2 separate regions of the Mus musculus genome follow, and region 2 is linked to region 1. Evidence: chromatin contacts called from public Hi-C data. All regions are on one chromosome and are shown on one strand. The core of a region is the stretch at or near the end of the contact, and the rest is flanking DNA. Distances in the headings are between cores, read along the strand shown.

Region 1 (2,700 bases), core at 72-2,571:
GGCGCAGCCCAGCTTAGATCCTGCCTAGCGCTTTATAAGCTTTAACACTAGATTCAAAGTAAAGAAAGGTTTTGGTGTTCTTAGTCAGAATCCCCAAATAAACTGAAATTCCACGGTCTCCAGAGAGCTAATTAAGAACTACATTGAAATGATTTCCGTGTTTCAGAGCTCCCCACTTGGATTCAGAATGCAGCAGCGATTGAGAGGTGTGACCCCAAAGTTTCCCTTAAGGGAAGCACTCAGCTGCCGGAGAGACTCAAGGAAATACTTTCACAGAAAGTTGTTAGCTCTAGCTGGGTAAAGTTCTTCGGTGTGGTGTCCTCCTGTTAGTCACTCTTGGAAGATTGACGTCGGAGGAGGCTGTTGTCCCTTTAAACCCATTGCCACGCCTGACAGAGCATGGCTGGGAGTATGCCCAAAGAGAACTTGTTGAATGCAATTCCATTTACAGGCTGGGTGAAGTCAAGAGCTCTTCCATCTGCCAAAAGCTTTGGCGTTGCAAATTTTATTCTTAGAAAGCTTCCACACGAAAAAAGTCTATTTCATGATGTGTACCTGAAAGCTGAGAAGTGACAGGGACCTGTCTGCATTGTTGGGAGGAAAGGTCTGTAGCCAGAAAAGGGAGTCCTGACCCGTTCGCATTCCTTCCCGGGAACGTTCTCTGGGCACTCTTAGCACCCCAAGTTCCCTAACTGGTGGCACTGAAGACCGCTTGCCCTGTTTAGGGGCAAGGCAGAGAGACGGTCGGTCGGGGGTCGGGCGGATGCAGCAGCAACCTGGGGCCTGAGCGCGGGGTCCGGCTGCTCTAGGCGGCGCACGGTCCCGTCTGCAGTTCGCTAGCTCCCTCCGGGGCCCAGTCCCTGGGGGCGGCTAGGGCTTCCTGCCTCCCTGCCCCCAACCCTCCCCCCCCCCCCCCCCGCTCCCGCTCCCCCCGCGGCCTCGCGGCAAGTCTGCAGGACACAGTCCGGAGGTTTCCACAGCCCTTGTCCCAGGACTCCCGGCTCCTTTGGATGCCCCGGAATGACTCTTGACAGCCGCCTGCTCTCCCTTCTGACGGAAACCCCATTCACTCGCCTCGCTCTCCCTTACACTCTCTCTCAGACACAAACAAAAAACCCAAGTCTGCCTCTCAGTTGCTACCCGCAATGACGTTTTCCCCTCGGGTCCCGCCCCCCTAGGGGCCTGAAATTTTGGGATTGGTCGAAGTACTGTAGTGACAAGGCTGTGATTGGACGATCCATGGTTGACTGACAGCCGGTGACCACCGCACCCTCCCCCTCCCGGAGCGCGCCTGTGTGTGCCGTGTTATGCCGGACTAAAGGGAGGCCACCACGGCGGCTCTGTTTATTGTCCCTCTTGGACTGTGCTCCGGAGGACCGGTTCAGACGCCGCTTGGGCGGTTTTGAGGCAGTGGCGGCCTTTGAGGCTGCGGCGACCGCGGCGAGGACTCTGCGGCTTCGGTGGCTTGAGGAGAAGCAGCGGCTCATTCCTGTCAGGGCTCTGGCTCGCGAGTCCTAGCCGGCCCGCTTCAACCTCGTCCCTCATCCGCGATCCCAATCGCCCGCGTGGGTCCCGGAAGGCCGCGCCGCATCGCCAGCCCTTCCTAGTCCTCGACCACTCTGTAGGCCCGGGCGCCGCGCTCGAGTTTGAGGGCGGCGGGCAGCGCGGCCTCCTCAGCGGCTCGGGCCCGCGATGGGGCGCGGCTAGGAGTGCTGCGCGCAGCGGTCAGTGCGAGCGGCGGGCCCGGCGTCCCCGGAGCGCGAGCAGCCCCTGGCCTGCACGGGAGGCGCTGCCATGGCCAAGTCCAGCCTCGCGGGCTCTGACGGGGCGCTGACCTGGGTGGTGAGTGCGGCGCGGGCGGGCGCATTGTTCGTGGGCCGCGGGCGACGCGGGCGGGGTGAGAGCGTGGTGCGGCGGGCGCCCTGTCAGGCTGCAGTCGGGGCCTAGCCCCGTGTGCCCTTTCTCTCTGCTTTCGCCTCCACCAAGGCTCAGGCTGCTGAACAATGCTCACCGGAAACTTCAGGGTGCACACCGAGAGTGGGGGGACCGCGATAATGCGAGCCTCCGGGCCAACCCTCCATAAGTGCAGCACCAGAAAATAGTGCCCGGTATGCTACGGCTTCCGGCGGCCTGTCCCAGAGGAATGTGCACTTGAATGGTCACTGCGGGTTGCGCCTCCCCAGAAAAGGCTCATTCCGCAGAGAGGGTATTTGGGACGACTTTGACAGCAGGCTAGAGACCGCCCGCGGGATTAAAAGAAGAGTTTACTTACGTCAGCCTCCCGTGTACACCGTGTGGGGGCCCAGGGGTGTCCCTCGGAGGTGAGGGGGTGCTTAAGCCTGAACTTGGAGGATTGCAGAGCTCAGTTCCTGGAGGGAGGTGGACTTAGCAAGTGCAGCGGGAGCAGTTGGAACGCGGCTCCCAGGACAGATCGATAACTCCAGCATTTCACTTACTCAGCACTGAGTTCAGACCAGGGTCATTTCCCAAACAAAACACCGGACTTAGTAGATGAGGCCAGCAGCTTGGACAGAAAATTTACACATTTCAGGGACTTTAACACATCCCTTCCAGAGGATCCTAGTTCCCCGCCTTTTGAACACACTAAGGAACTTTGGTATTGGTTGGCATTTTTGTTCCTTGTTTTCTTTGTTTGGTTGAGGTTTCGATGAGGCTGGGGTAGCAGTCGTTTCTATCGAC
Region 2 (2,700 bases), core at 192-2,691, 450 kb before region 1:
CCTTTGGAGCTGATTTCCAGAACTCTGATGGTCAATCAAGCATGGTACTAAAAAAATTTGGCCCTTGTGTTTGGAAAACAGTATGGTCATAGTTAGGATTCTTGTGCTAAGAGGAGTAGAAATCTAACAGAAATTAAAATGAAAATGCTCGCAGAGAAAGAAATGAGAATCCAGAATAAACTGAAAACCATTCCTGAGGCCTGCCTGCTCTGGCCTTTTTCACAGGCATCAATAAATCCCATTCGTTGGCAAAGCTGGTTGATTCTCTTTTTCATCCTATAATGAAAAGTCTCTGGGAGTGTACCTGAATAAATTGGGTGCAGGGAGAAGTCAAAAGCTGATGGAATTTGGGGCAGCAAGATGGAGGGCTCAGTGTCTGAAAATAATCTCCTCTGAGCAAAGTCCAGAAGAAAATGCAGAAAACATCCAGTGCTGGCAATGAGGAGATAATTGCCTAATCACGGTTTGGGCACAGCATGCAAGAAGGGCGATGGTTCTTCCCAGTAGGGTTGTGAAGAAGAAAATTATTCATTGTCCAAGTTAGTAAAAGCTGAAATCCTTCATCCATGTGTTATTGTTCTCTGTGATGACTCCATAATATTTTATTAATTTATTTATACTTAAAAAGGAACCAATTTTTCTACCAACCTAGAGAAGATGAGTTAGGATGGTAAGGAAATGAAGAGCTACGCTTTAATGATAGAAATGTAAACTGTGTTCATTCATAAATCATCTGGGTAAGGCAGAATCTTGTTTGTGAATCACTGGACTACTTATTTTCAGTGTGTGTGTGTGTGTGTGTGTGTGTGTGTGTGTGTGTGTGTGTGTGTGCGTGTGCGTGTGCGCGTGCGTGTGCGTGTACATGTAGGGGGGGGATGCATTTTTATGATGTTCCTGTATAAGTCAGAGGACATCCTGCGGCAGTCCCCTTGAACCACTTGGGTCATGTCCTCAGGCTTGGTGGCAAGTACCTTAATCTGCTTAGCCATCTGGCCTGTCCCCTCACAGTTATTTTAAGTACCTAAGCCTGGACTTCTGGATAAAGTGATACAGTTTAAGCAGTTGCTGGACACTATCGACCAGAAATCCCTAACCCCATTCCCACCTCATTCTGCTTTGAGATTTCTGTAGAAAACTAAAACCAAAGTAATTTTTTTGTTGAATCAGAACTAGGATTGAACCTCTGCCTGAGCCTGAGCCCTCCATCTCTTTCTTTAACTATAGTTGGAAGCATTATAGCTCATTTGCTTGCAGACTAATTTATTCTATGGTAAGAAGCCTCTTGATTTGGATACTGAAATTGCAACCACTTACTTGTTGGTTGCTTTTAATTTGCAATTCAATACCAAATTCTCCATTTCCTCATATGTTTGTTCCTGAGTCACTGCTTTTAAAAAGAAGGCTGCTATCCTGATTCACTCCTGTGACCCCTGAGTTGGAAGCCAGAAGGAGGACCCAGAGTTCACACTGTTCTGGTTGTTTTTTCATCAACTTGAGACACTCTAGAGTCATCTGAAAAATCTCCTCACCCAATTGGCCTATAGGCCAGCCTGTGGGGCATTTTTCTTGTTCAATGATTGATGTGGATAGCCCAATCCATTGAAATGACCCTACCCGTAAGTTAGTCCTGTGTTGTATAAAAGGCAGGCTGAGCGAACCATGAGGAGAAAGCCAGTACACAGTGTTCCTCCATGACTTCTGCTTCAGTTCCTAACTCAGGGTTCCTCCACTGACTTCTTTCAGTGATGAACTATAAGTATAAATTTCAACTATAAACCCTTTCCTTTCCAAACTGCTTTTGGTCACACTGTTTTTCACAGCAAAAGAAATCCTAAGACACAAGATCATCCTTGGCTACAAAAGGAATTAAAGGCAAGCCTGAATAACATGAGATCATATCTCAAAACAAACAAACAAGTACCTTTTCTAGAGTCACCATAACAAAACAGCACAAACTGAAAAGCTCACATAATGTAAATCGATTTTCCCACAATTCTAAGTTCTGAAAGTCTAAGATCAAGGTGATGACAGAACCTTCTAAGGCTTCTCTAATTTTCTTGTGTGTAGTAAATATTAGTGGGCCAATTTACCCTTTCTCTTTAGTGTGCCCAAATTTCTTCTTATAGTTATGTTGCTCAGATTAGACTAGGCTCACTTCAATGAATTCACTTAAGTCAGACATTTCCATAACAGAGATACAATGTGTCAGGGCTTCAACCTGTTCACTGGGAGAAGTGACTTAGCTCCTAAAACCATGCCTAAAAGCTATCAAGGGTGGTCTGGAAAAAATCAAGAGAGCGCCAGGAACAGCTCAAATAATCAGGATAGTTCAAGAGACAAAGAACCCTGAGGAAGGCTGCTTATGAATTCTGAGCAAAAAGCAATGCTGGAGCTACTACAATACCCAATCTCAGATTATATCACAAAGCCAAATGAAAACTATGAAGACTATGGATCTTCCACTTAAACCCAGCAGAGGGCCCCAAGGTCCCCAGAGGACTCTCCCTGACTCAGGCCCTCTAGCACGCCCAGGGCCTCAGGATCATGGGTGAGTGGAACACAACATCAGTTCCAAACAATCCCAGAGCATCTTGTGCCAGCACTAACAGGGACAAAGGAACCTGGCTTGACTACAGGCTGGGATTCATTCCAGTAGGGGCCAACCTCGAGCCATCTTCCTCGCAAACCTGGCAGAGGGCC

What was found. A called contact is a pair of places that touch in the nucleus more often than the background predicts.
Region 2: a Hi-C map of rod photoreceptor shows a contact between it and region 1, with 4 times the contacts expected there. The contact joins the enhancer-like site here to the promoter of Top2b in region 1. A contact is called at or near these places in 1 of 39 promoter capture datasets (stem cell-derived epiblast-like cells), 1 of 484 Hi-C or Micro-C datasets (rod photoreceptor) and 5 of 115 datasets of contacts at active chromatin or transcription factors (embryonic stem cells, large pre-B cells, stem cell-derived neural progenitor cells and 1 more).

Annotation. Positions count from the first base shown.
Region 1 is chr14:16,363,885-16,366,584 of GRCm38.p6, forward strand. It overlaps Top2b (topoisomerase (DNA) II beta), which reads left to right and starts at 1,322. Exons shown (of 36, transcript NM_009409.2): 1 at 1,322-1,842. The coding sequence starts at 1,795.
Region 2 is chr14:15,916,495-15,919,194 of GRCm38.p6, forward strand. No RefSeq gene overlaps it. Among named protein-coding and RNA genes, the nearest start is that of 1700062C10Rik, 120 kb to the right of the region's middle. Within about 2 kb of position 1,442, at least 3 of the 459 cell types and tissues checked have an H3K27ac peak or open chromatin away from gene starts, as enhancers often do. A contact at or near this core is called in rod photoreceptor, where this site is marked.